Linked DNA regions of Danio rerio: region 2 is linked to region 1. The links are chromatin contacts, called in public Micro-C maps. All regions are on one chromosome and are shown on one strand. Each heading gives the region's core, a stretch centred on a gene start, on an enhancer-like site or on the middle of the called end of the contact. The rest is flanking DNA. Distances are from core to core; before and after follow the strand shown. Region 1 holds the start of jag1b (jagged canonical Notch ligand 1b). Region 2 holds the start of slx4ip (SLX4 interacting protein).

Evidence for each region. Hi-C and Micro-C count contacts between places; a contact is called where the count stands out from the background.
Region 2: a Micro-C map of caudal fin shows a contact between it and region 1, with 9 times the contacts expected there. The contact joins the promoter of slx4ip here to the promoter of jag1b in region 1. A contact is called at or near these places in 2 of 18 Hi-C or Micro-C datasets (caudal fin and hematopoietic stem cells) and 2 of 4 datasets of contacts at active chromatin or transcription factors (caudal fin and embryo).

Annotation. Positions count from the first base shown.
Region 1 is chr13:38,793,739-38,800,171 of GRCz12tu, forward strand. jag1b (jagged canonical Notch ligand 1b) reads left to right here and starts at 4,752. Exons shown (of 26, transcript NM_131863.2): 1 at 4,752-5,086; 2 at 5,323-5,625. The coding sequence starts at 5,015.
Region 2 is chr13:38,927,694-38,934,364 of GRCz12tu, forward strand. slx4ip (SLX4 interacting protein) reads right to left here and starts at 4,205. Exons shown (of 12, transcript NM_200411.1): 1 at 3,970-4,205; 2 at 3,820-3,879. The coding sequence starts at 3,846. It overlaps mkks (MKKS centrosomal shuttling protein), which reads left to right and starts at 4,477. Exons shown (of 5, transcript NM_200165.1): 1 at 4,477-4,537; 2 at 5,905-6,671. The coding sequence starts at 5,912.

The sequences.
Region 1 (6,433 bases), core at 3,502-6,001:
TCTCATTAATTCATATAGCTCACTGGGGTCAAGAACTGTTACTATTTAAAGTAAGGTAGGTGTAAATGCCCAAAATAACAAGTTAATATCTTTTTAGCTTTTTTTTTTTTTTGTACTAAATAATTTTTATTCAGCAGTTGCAATCCATTAATAAATTAGGTTAAATTAGAATAAACTATAACAACAATAAAAAAAATTTTGAGAATAGATCTAAATAGGTATTTACTTTTTTATGCTTTTGTACTTAATTTTGTTCTCTTTTTAAAGAATACACCTGATAGAATATTAGGTCATTTTATAAAGTGAAATAAAAAAGATGTATAAAAATTGTATTTTTAAATGTGATATTATTATGACATTTTATGTGGTTACCCATTATAAATAATGAAGAATCACAAATAATTAAAGCCATATAATGTTTCAAAAACTTTTCATTAAAAAGCAAAAAAAAAAAAAAAGAAAGAAAGAAAGAAAGATTTTGTAAGTTGTAATTATTATTATTATTATTATTATTAATAATAATAATAATAATAATAATAATAATAATAATAATAATAATAATAATAATAATAATAATATTTTGCAATATTTATTATTGCAATAAATAATTGTCTTTCAATTTCTAAATTTTGGTGACTAAAATATTATTTTAATAAATATATCTTATTATATATTTATATATAATAAATTTGTTTTGTTTAAATGCACCAAAATACATTGCCTATATTCACTGAGAAATAGATGAAAAAATAGTCACTTTCAAAATGGGCTGTACTCAATTTTGCTCAGCATTATAACATTCTTAGATCATGTGCACAATTTTACCAGGATATAATGCAAAAACATTTTCCAGGTTTTGTATCATTAAAAAAAAATCTTCAAATTACATGCTTCAAATCAAGATTCTGAACTCCCGACCTTCACCTTCAACAACTTTGGATGTTGCAATAACAGAGTGAACATGATATTCTCTATAATATAGGACTAATCTCACTAATCCATAGTCGCTTTTAAACTAGCACCATCTTAAAAGTGGCACGTCAAGATTCTCTAACAAAAGCATTCGCTTAAATCCAACAAACCTGTCTGACTTTCAAAAGCAAGGCTTTGGCATCCCAAATGAAATGTGAATGCGGATATCAAAATGGGTGAAACCCTTTGAGAGGAAAGCGCTCAAGTTTTGAGGTCTAAATAGTCTAATTAACCCTTATTACACAGAGTGGCTATTTGAATGCAGTGAGAAACCTGAGACCTCTCTCGGGGGTCACAATCTTTTAAAGGCACAGTGGTCGGTACAAAAGGTCCAGAGCACCTTTAATCTTGAACCTCACCGACAGGAAATATCAGCCTGGCATCTTGCCCTCAACTTGCTATAGATCTCCTTTATGTGGCCACACACACTATTAAGGGATGTGATTTTGCTGTCATTGCAATATAAAGGTGAAGAGGTAAAAGGATATATCAAATAAAAATCTCAACTTAAAGTAGACCATGAAGTAAACCATTTGAAGTTTTTTTTCTGCACTGAAAGGAATAAATACCAACAATTCTTTCCAATACAGCTTTTCCTGATTCAGTTTATAAATTTAGTGAATCGTTTACTGTTGGTTTCCTCTGACTGGATAATATTGAAGGAGTGACTCTACTTTTGCTATATTTAATCAAGAAATCACAATATTTTATTTTAAAAAATAATAATGTAGGTTTCCTAAAGTTAAAATACTGTTAAATAGTATTATTATAAACTATATAAATTACAGTAGATAAGTAAATATTGGGTGAGCAATCCAGTACACAGCACCATCGATCCCTGCCAGCAAAGCCATGCGCATGAAATGTTCGTATTGTCAGAAAAGTGGCTAATTTGTATAAATTCATATGATTTAATTCGAATGAAAATGTATGATATTTAATAGGAGGTGTGCTCTCAAACTCCCCCCTAACCATACACCTCATTGGGGATGAATCATACTAAAATATAACGGGTGAAATATTCTTAAGGAGTGAAATTACGGGAGTTTTCTGGGCGAAATAACAAAATGGTAGGGTGGCGGGAGATGGGTCTGAAATTCGGGATACTCCTGGGAAAAATGGGAGTGTTGGCAGGTATGGGTAAAAACGGTACCTTTCTATTTAGGTACACTGTAAAAAAATCAGATATTTGGGGCGAGGTGCCAGAAAAAAAAAAGTAAAATATCGTCCGTTAAATTAGACATTTACTGTAAAATAACAGACAGGTCGGCGCTCATAGCCTAGTAGTTAAGTGTGCCGACATATAGCACCATGGTGCACACGACGACCCAAGTTCGATTTTCAGCTCGAGGTCGTATGCCGATCATATCACAATAAAAAGTGAAAGAAAAAAAAAAAACTGAAATAACGGATGTTAAATTACAGAAGTTTCCTTAAATTTACGATTGTTTTCTGTAATTTACCATCTATTATTTTATGGTAAATGTCTATAATTTAATGGTGGTTAATTTACAGTGTTAAATTAGTGGTAAAATAATGTGTTTTTTTGACAGTGCAGTTACAGTTACATAGATACCATAAATCTACATACTGTATTAGTTCCTAAAATTTTGCTTTAAAATACTAATATGCAAATAAGTTAGAAGGCCTTTAGGTACAAATATTTACCTTTTAAAAAGGTACTTCCCCAGTGACAGCTTTCATACCTTTATTTCTGAAAGTGTACAGTACTTCTTAACACAGACATGCATGTAAACAGAGGCCCTTACCCATCTTTCAACATCAAGATTTAAAGACTCCCAAAGCTGTGACTAAAGAGCACTTTGACTGACATGTAGAAATGCACTTCTCCAACTGAGGTTGCTTATCAGACGATTTCATACCACAATCCTGGCTGTTTCACATACTACAGCGGTTGTAAAATGATGTGGCGAAATAAGCCACTAGTTACTGATTATCCACTGTCTCATGCTGTTTGACTGTTTGAACTAAGGTTTGTGGTGTGACCTGTAGCATGACCTATAACGTCAGAGAAATATCTGGAAGAGTAGAGTATATCTGGCAGACACTCAAGTTTGGATTTGCTTTTATATAACCTTTATATTAGAACAGCTTTTTTAGATTTACCCCATACCCACAAGAGGGCAGCAGGGGCAGTTGGGGCAAATAACTACTGTATTATATGCGCAACTATAGGGCCTTAGGGATGTCTAAAACTCAGAGGCATCAGATCAAGGCACGTTTTTTTCATAAAATGCTAAATGTCAGCATTAAGAAGGGCCCTTTTTGTATCAATACTACAACACTGATACATTGTATTAGTTCCTAAATTACTTTCCACAATTGAATAACTCAATCTGCAAGGCATTATTTTTAGATGTTGATATGTTTAATGTTATTGCTGTCTCAAAGTTACTGATCCAAGTGAACAAATATATGGAGAGGGATGAATGCGATAGATTTATATTATTTTAACATCGTTTTACTGTACAAGAATTCATGTGTATTGCCTGACTAAATAAAACATAAAACACGATGCTGATATGTTTATTGTAATTGTGGACAGACAAAATAATAGGCTGATCAAAGATAGATAGATAGATAGATAGATAGATAGATAGATAGATAGATAGATAGATAGATAGATAGATAGATAGATAGATAGATAGATAGATACAGTAGATAGATAGATAGATAGATAAATAGATAGATAGATAGATAGATAGATAGATAGATAGATAGATAGATAGATAGATAGATAGATAGATAGATAGATAGATAGATAGATAGATAGATAGATAGATAGATAGATAGATAGATAGATAGATAGATAGATAGATAGATAGATAGATAGATAGATAGATATGAATCGACGGAGGGACAGACAGACACAGACAGACAGAAACATAAATAGACAGACAGACAGACAGACAGACAGACGGATGGATGGATGAATGGATAAACGGACGGAAAGATGAATGGTATATAGATCAATGTATAATAGATGGATAGATAGGTAGATGGATAGACGAATAGATGGGTGAACGGACGGACGGACGGACGGACGGACGGACGGACGGACGGACGGACGGACGGACAGACAGACAGACAGACAGACAGACAGACAGACAGACAGACAGACAGACAGACAGATAGATAGATAGATAGATAGATAGATAGATAGATAGATAGATAGATAGATAGATATTTCATCTTAATGTTTTGCAATATTTTATAGTGCAATCTTATACAAATTAAAGCATTTTAAATATTATTTATTTTCATATATGGCATGAGTAAACTGATAGTAAATCAAATAGATGGATGTGGCAGTTCTGGTTAAATATGTTCTTGTTACAGTGTAAATACACTTAAGTAATGAGTCATTTGCATGTGATGTTGTTATTACTATAGTAAATGCATGGAACGTGCAGCAAGGACACAGTAAAATGTTTTAATGCTACATTTATATATTTCATGTTTTTACAGACCATATTTTTGTAGTTTACTTGTAGTAAGTAATTTAAAACATTGTCCTACCATATATGGTGAGGTTAGCTAATTACTGTAGCATCCTGCATTCCTTTCCCTTTAAAATACTAATCTTTTGCGATGTAAGAACATGCGGTTGGTCCTCTGTAAGTCTCACAGATGAACCCGTCATCTTGTGGGACTGGGGGGACACGGGCGGGGCTGCCGCACAAACCACACCCTTTAACTTTTGAATATTAAAATTACGCATGCGTTCGCCACCCCCATTAACTGAACTTGGTGTATTGAATGCGCAGTCAGTCAGTCGCGGACAAACGCTCTCATGGCTTCTGTGTAATGTATACCCGCCGCTGAGAGAGAGACGCAGAACAAAAAAGATAAGAATTTCAGATACGCTGGGAAAATAGGAGGCAGTTTCCTACACACTGGAAAATAGTCTTCTGAAAGAAATAAAAGTTGTTCTCCACCCGTGCATGTTCAATCGGGGAGTACATTAGAGCCGTGAGGCGGCTACAACTTCTGAGTCTCAAAGCAACACCAGCAAGAAGGCATGATTCTGCGACGGAGTTCAGTATTTTCTGCTTTTTACCTTCATGCCTTTTTGTTATGCTTGCGGACGACGGTGAGTCTTGATTTAAGTCATTACATAGTTTGGGGTAATTTGTTTAAAAGTTAGATATTCTGTAAACAGCATGTTGCATGTCTGCTATAGGAAAAACTCTTGTTTGTACCTCACACAAACAGTTCTGTATGTTGACACTTACAGATTGCCTGAGCATTTCCAACACTGTTGTCACTCTATAACGAGAGTAATTTCATCTTTCTGCACAAGGATTTAAAGTTTGTTCTGCTCAACAGGTGTCTGACGCATCGGGGCACTTCGAGCTGGAAATCTTATCGATGCAGAACGCGAACGGCGAGCTGCAGAACGGCGCGTGCTGCGACGGCGCGAGGAACCCGGCGGATCGCAAATGCACGCGGGACGAATGTGATACATATTTTAAAGTTTGTCTAAAGGAATATCAATCGCGAGTTTCCTCGGCTGGGGCTTGCAGTTTCGGAACTGGATCTACGCCCGTTCTCGGTGGGAATAAATTTTCGACCAAGGGAACGCGCAGTGAAAAGTCAAGGATTGTTTTACCCTTCAGTTTTGCGTGGCCGGTGAGTACATGTTGCTTCTTATTCTCATCTTGTTTTAGAAAATATTTAACAAGGTCACGCTGTGTTATGATGACGCAACGTTTATGATACATTTTAGCAATATTTCGATCCACGTGTATAGAGTTACCTGATAGTTTTGATCGTGTGCACCACTGTAAACAAAACAACAACAACGCACTGATGCCAAACTTCCTTACATTTCGTCAGTAGCTTTATGTGTGTGTGTTTGCAGAGGAAGGGTTGAAGTTTTATCACTAAGCATTTATAAACGTAGTAATTAGCATTTTATTCCTGCAGTAAATTCACTCCTCATTCAGTGGCTCCTAAAAATGTTTTTTGGCTGTCATCTAACCTCCTAAATAAATGTCAAATAACAGTCGTCTTGCACCTACGCCTCATTATTTGTGTCATTGCATTAGAATGCAAATAAAAGAGGATTTGTTTGGTGTGAAGCACGTTGAGTTAAGGCTCTATAGAGGAGACAGATTTACCAATGTTTGTCTTGCAGCTCTAAAGAATTTATGAGTTGACCGTGATCTCTTGAAATGGCAGTCTTGGGTTTTAAAGTGCTTTTATAAACTGTGTTATCAAGAAAGTTTAAACTGCAGGTGATTTGCAGTAAATGTAATGGAATCCCTTATTGGAGTATGCAGTGTGAAGCGTGCCAACATGAGGGTCACATTTTGGCTTTATAAACTAAATAAATTGAGGGGTTTTCATACTGAGGGTCACAGGGTTGGCTGAGAATCTGGTTGGGGGTCATAAAGGTTCAAAAGCTTGGTGTAGTGTAACGTTAAACTGTTTATTT
Region 2 (6,671 bases), core at 2,955-5,454, 130 kb after region 1:
CTATTAAATCTTGAAGCACTTGCTGATCTGATGAAGAACTGGCAAAAATCTGCATAATCTCAAAAAGCATCCTGAATGATTGAATAAATAATAATTATTCATGGAATTTTGAGGTGCCCAGGATGTTAATATTGTCCATGTTTAATTTTTACAATATATTTATATTATTATTGAATATCCTCATATGTCTACTCTACATGTTTTCTTGTTCAAGAAGGTTTTATACTCAAGCCATGATGGGGAAAAAAAGATTATCGCAAATTATATTTTAAGCTATTATGAAGAAATTCCATATTTATTTTTTATAGGTGTATTAACTTAAATTAAACCAATGTTCCATTTAGTGTTAATGAAAACTCTAGCAAAAACTAAATGATCAGTGACATTTTTCTACACATGTTTAACTTGCAGTTGTTCTAAATAAAACAGTTATTTTTTATTAAGTTATTAAATGAGTCTTTATGTTAACTACATATACATTTTCATTCAAAGTTGCAACATTTTAAAAAACATGACAGAATTTAAATTTTTACTAAACTATAACTTTTAACTAAAAATAAGAAAAATTATTTTACAAATGACGCGGGTCTTATGCTGTCCTAGAACAGTTTAGCTAAGAACTGGGCCCAGCTGACGGTATTGTTTGCTTCCCCATTTTAAATGTCTCTCTGTGGTCGCAGTGTTGGGCATGACAGTTTCTTTCTCAGGGAGAGCAACATATATAACAGTATCATTATGTGCAGACTGGGAGGGTGAAGTTGGTGAGTGGTGCTCTCCCACAATGAAAAACAGAAAGACGGGAGAGATGATGAGTGAGAAAGACAGAAAGAGAGAAATATGCAGCCAAAGTCTGGCACTCAACGCGGATGTGTGTGATCCACAGTCGCGTCCAGAATCTAGAGTTAAAGCCTTCGCTATATGAAACGTCAACAAAGAAAAAGACCCGGGGCTTTTCTAGCGCTTAATAGAAACATCTGACAAGCATTAGTACTGACATTCATTCATCTGGCCTGTGGATGAATAGACAGCACCGGTCCAGCATCTGTGCTGCAGAGACAATCAACTGGATAGATATACATACATGAATACTTTAAAAAAAAAAAAAGAAAAAAAGAAACATCAAACCGTAATGTAATGTAAAACAAAGAAGCTGAGATATATGGAAAACATAATATCTCTAACATTACTATGAAATTTGAGTTAAAAAAAAAAAAAAGCACAGACTGAACATATTATGGGTTTAGAACATGAAAAATTAAGAGCTGTGCTTTTTAAACAACACATTGAATACATACAGACAGCTCAATGCTCTTCTATGAGCTAATAGCCCTCATTCCTAAGACAGCTGCTCCATCTAGAGTTTAAATAATGAAGTACAGTCCGCACTTCTAAACAGATAGTTCACACAAAAATAAAACTCACTCTGGTGTTTTTTAATGCCGTATGCACATCTTCAATCGATTATTTATTGTATATTTCTGCTACTAACAGCTAAAAACTTGTAAAACTGTACATGTCTAAAAAGTAAACTGCATTATTTGGAGTATAAGCATGGATTTGGTCTATTTTAATAGGTAAAATGGAAAAGAATTATGCCCAATTTCAAATGTTACAATACATTAGAAAATTAGTATTTTGGTTTACAGCATTCAAATCTCAGCTTTCCAAATATTTCATTTATTTGTTTTTATTTTTGGGTGAGTTGTTATTGTATTTCATGAAGTTAACTTTCAAAGCTGTGAAATGCCCACATTGGCCCCAATATGATTACTCTTTTCTATCCTGCTTTTATTGAGTCTATTCTATCCTCCGTTCTGGTGGCATGGTTTGGAGGTCTGTCTCTCAAAAACAAGAATAGACTGAGCCAGGATGTTAGGTGGTCTAGCAGGTTGATTGGTGAATCACAGCTAAGTATTGAATCCCTGTATAGTAGGCAGCTTTTACGGAATGCCCAGAACATTATTATTTGTAGCTCTCATCCTCTGTTTGAGGAGTTTAACCTACTCCCTTCGGGTCAAAGGTTTCAGATGCTTTATAGGACAAAATGGTTCAGGAATAGCTTTGTCCCATCATCTATTGTTGCTCTGAATAAATTATAATCTTTTAAAAGGTACTTTGTATGTGTATATGTGGGTATGTATATGTGTGATTTAATTGTTTGTACCAAATGCAAAACTTTGCTGAAAAAAGAATCTACCTACGGGTACTAATAAAGTCAACTCAACTCAACGTTACCAGATTACCCTAATTTGCACCAGTGCTTTTGCACCTTATCATCAATCTGCTTGTTTATGAGCCAAACTGCCGTAGTTTATGCAATTCTTTGATATTATGAAAATTAGGTGATTATTTACCCTGTTTGGTAAATCTGGCCCAAACATTTCAAAGAATTGTCCTAAGCAGCACGTGCATCATATATTAAGTGTTCCCAAGATATATAATAGAGTTTGGTAAAAGAAAATATAATATAATATTTTATATTTTTTCCCGAATTTCTGTTTAATGGAAATAAAAATTTTCTTTCAACACATTTCTAAACATAATAGTTGTAATAACTAATTCCTAATAACTGATTTTTTTTATCTTTACCATCATGCCAGTGAATATTTTACTAAATATTTTCCAAGATACTAGTATTAAGGTTAAAGTGCAATATAAAGGCTTTACTAGGTAAATTAGGTTAATTAAGCAAGTCATTGTATAACAGTGGTTTGTGCTGTAGCCAATCAAAACAAGAGGGCAAATAATTTTGATCCTAAAATGTTAATTTAAAAATAAATAAATAATAAAACTGATTTTATTCTAGCCAAAATAAAACAAATAAGACTTTCTCTAGAAAAAAAAAAAAAATATATATATATATAGGAAATACTTTGACAAATGCCTTGCTCTGTAAAACATAATTTGCCAAATATTTGAAAAGAAGAGTCACAGCAGGGCTATTATTTTTGACAGAACTCCAAACATTAGCTCACCCTGGTCTTTGTAGCTGACTATGTATGCAACTCACCCACACAAAAAAAACACAAGTTTTGAGAAATCAAGACAAATACAACTACGACAAAACAAAATCCACAAACTTTTTTCTCTGAGCTAACTATACCCTCTGTCTCAACTCCAAGTCACAAATCAGAAATACCTGAAGCTTTCAAAAACAGAAAAACTCATTTTTTTCAGAATTTATTATTTATTTTTGTTTCAACGATCTCTTAAGCATTGAATACACTCGTTTCTTTAGGTTTATCATAATTTATTATATGGAAGCCATAATCTTTGGTAAATCACAGTAACGACTTAAAAATTCAAAATCATGATAAACAATTTGTCACCTTAGAATTATAAGGTTCTACCTGACATTTTTGTCCAAATTGAGATATTCATATATTCTTATTAAATGACAACTTATTTACATTATGGGATGTTTTTTTATTATTGTTTACATTTTAAGCCTTTTTATAAAAAATAAAAAAATGTTACACACATACTGTTTGCTATTCAGTGCAAAAACTTTAAAGCTCAATACCTCAAAATCATTCAGAACGCAGACAGAAACTTGGACATAACTCCAAGGTTACGAATTCTAAATTATGATGATATGAAGATAATCATGATCACTGCATAAAGGGTAACAACACATTCATAAAACAATAAGGCTGGCATAACGACATACATTTGTAAACATTCAGACACAAAACGTCAAAATTGTGAAATTACAGCTTCGATTTCATTTGTCTCAACCACTAATTTTACAATTACTGTAAAAATAAAACACAAAAGCAACGAAGATTCTAAGATAAACTGATAAAATGAAAAGTTTACCTTGACCACAAATTTCGAGGGCTCCATCCTGTTCAAATTCAGTCGTTAGATTTCCCCCATCTAGATAAACACAAATACTTTTTATTTATTGCTGATATTTTGAGCATTCAGTGATGAACGTCAAGTCATTAGAGTGAAGCAGCTACTCACGTGTTTGGATTGTGACAGATACAAGTCAAATTCAAAACACAAAGCAGAAGGGCGATTATGCGGCACTCAGACCTGGCTTACAATATACATGGGTTATTTGAATGTAACGTACAATAAATATTTAACATGTTTAATCACAATTTAGTCGAGAATGACAATAAAATAGCCGCAATGAACGAAACTTTAATCTCCCGCCGATGGTTTGAAACATGCCCTGTGTCACGTAAGGACCCCAGCGCTACCAGTTGTCATAGAGACGTAGCCGGATGTAGGAAGCTATATTTTTGCCAGACAGCGGTGATTGCTATTTTACGTAAATTGTGAAATATCCTGAACGATATATCTCAGCTTACATAAAAGGACACAAAACATGAATAGCGCTTGCTGTTCATAATTTAACCATTAATTTATCCATTTATTTTGTAAAACACTTTTTAACTGGCATAGTTTAGTTACTCTATGAGATCATGTGCAGCACATAAACACCATCTGCCTGGTTTGTGCGGTACGGTTTAATGTTCCTTTGGCTGTTCTTTCTTCAGTTAGTTAAGATATAAGCTGAATTTTGGTATGTATGACGCTAAATATGCGCGTTTTATAAGCTATTAGGTTTGTTATTAGTTGTTATATGAAAGAAGATATTGCTATTAAGTAAAAGATAAGTGTAGTAACGCTATGTTATAATGAGTGGTTAAAGTACAATACTTTGTAGACTACAAATAAAATGTACTGACCTCATAATAAATAACCACATAACACTATCTGAATTATTATAACCAAAGACTTTAAAAGATACTTTGTTATAACGTAACTATTTAGCCGTTTATAATATTTATAATATTAATATTTTGGAACTTTGTTTTTTTAAACAAAACCATATTTATATCAGCAACATCTCGTGAGCAAATTAAAGTCGTAAATATTTTCAACGTTACCATGATTTTACCATGTTATTACTACATATATGACCTTTTGTTAACTTATAAACAAGTTGCTAACTATAAACAGATGCAAAATAAATTTTGATAAGAATCAAATTGCCTTAGTGTATTATAAATTATTTAATATGTTAATGTAAATATTGAAATAGTATAATTTAATATCTCATCAAAAATAATCACTTAATATTTCATATGTAAGATTTTTTTTTTAAAATGCACATATATTCCAATGAAATAAATAGATAATAACTAAAGATTGCTCAAAAACTGTCATAATGTATGAAACATAAATAATTATTTAGATGAAAAATTGCAAAAATGAATTCCCTCACTGAAAACAATGCATTTTTAGACATTTTTATTTATCTGGTTCAGGTTAAATGGTTCCAATTGTGTTATGATTGTTAAATATTGTTTTGTCATTTAAAATAACTAGTGAATGGCAACAGTCATAGGACGTTATATATACAGTTACCTATAGGTTGGGCCAGACAGAATTTGCGGACATTTTTAGCTATTTCTGCACAGAAAATGTTTAAATTTAAAAGATTTTGGGAGTATCATTACTGAAACTTGATATATGAAATAAAAAATAATACCTTTTAAACTTTTATTTAATGTATACAACGCAAATCCAATTAGATCCACTTAATTAGTAAAATAAAGCGAGTACAATACAATACAATACAATACAAACTGTATTGTAAATTAATCATAAGAACATTTTCATATTAGTCAATAATATTACTTTAAATTCATTAACATTAATTTAAATACTGAATAAATATAAATTTACACACTTTTACTCAAGTAAATATATAGACGCAACCATGGGCTAAAAATCTGCGTGCACAGATTCTGTGTGGGCCTACCTATAGGTATTCATATACCAGTTTAATCAATACTTAACCTTTTCTATAATACTATATACATACCATCTATTCTTGTCAAAGTAACTGACCTACATTGATTTAGCCAATTTTTTCAAATTAAGCCACAGCATGTCTCGCATTAGTAAGAAGAAGCCAGCATTATGCACAGACGAACCTCTTTCCAACAGTACCATCTGCCAAAAGATCACTCTATTAAGAAACATACTCAGCACAGCCTATGGACCTACCGGCAGACTGAAACAAATACACAACAACGTTGGGGGCCACGTCTTGACAACTTCAACCTCAACAGCGCTTCTCAAACGACTAGAAATGTCTGAGCCGCTTCTCAAACTGATCTCAACTGCTCTTCAACATCACACCACACGTTACAGTGACTCAGGGCTGTTTATGGGGATTTTTACACTCACACTTATTGAAAACACCAAAAAATATGGGCTTAGGACATCCACGGCAATCAAAGTGTACAAACACCTTGTGGAACAATGTAATGTGTATCTTAAAGGAGACTCTTGTGGCTGTAAGGTGCCAGTGGAGTTTAGCAGCTGTGATTCTCTTGTTGCATTGGCGCACAGCATGATCACCAGCAAACCAGCCTGCATGTTGGACAGCAGAGAGACGCAGCAGATCAGTTCATTGATCACACAGGCTTTTCTGTACTCCATCCCTTGCAACTCTTCTGGTACAGCCTGCTTTGGAAGAACGGTCACTATTGGCATTGAGGGTCAATCTGTGAACCATTCTTCAGTTTTTCCTGGACTGCTGCTGGATGTTCCTGAGATGCTCCTGCCTGGAGATCTCGAAAGACTGGGAGATGGTCCGTTTAAGGTGGTGCTTTTTGGTGTGTCACTGTCGGGGGATATTTCTG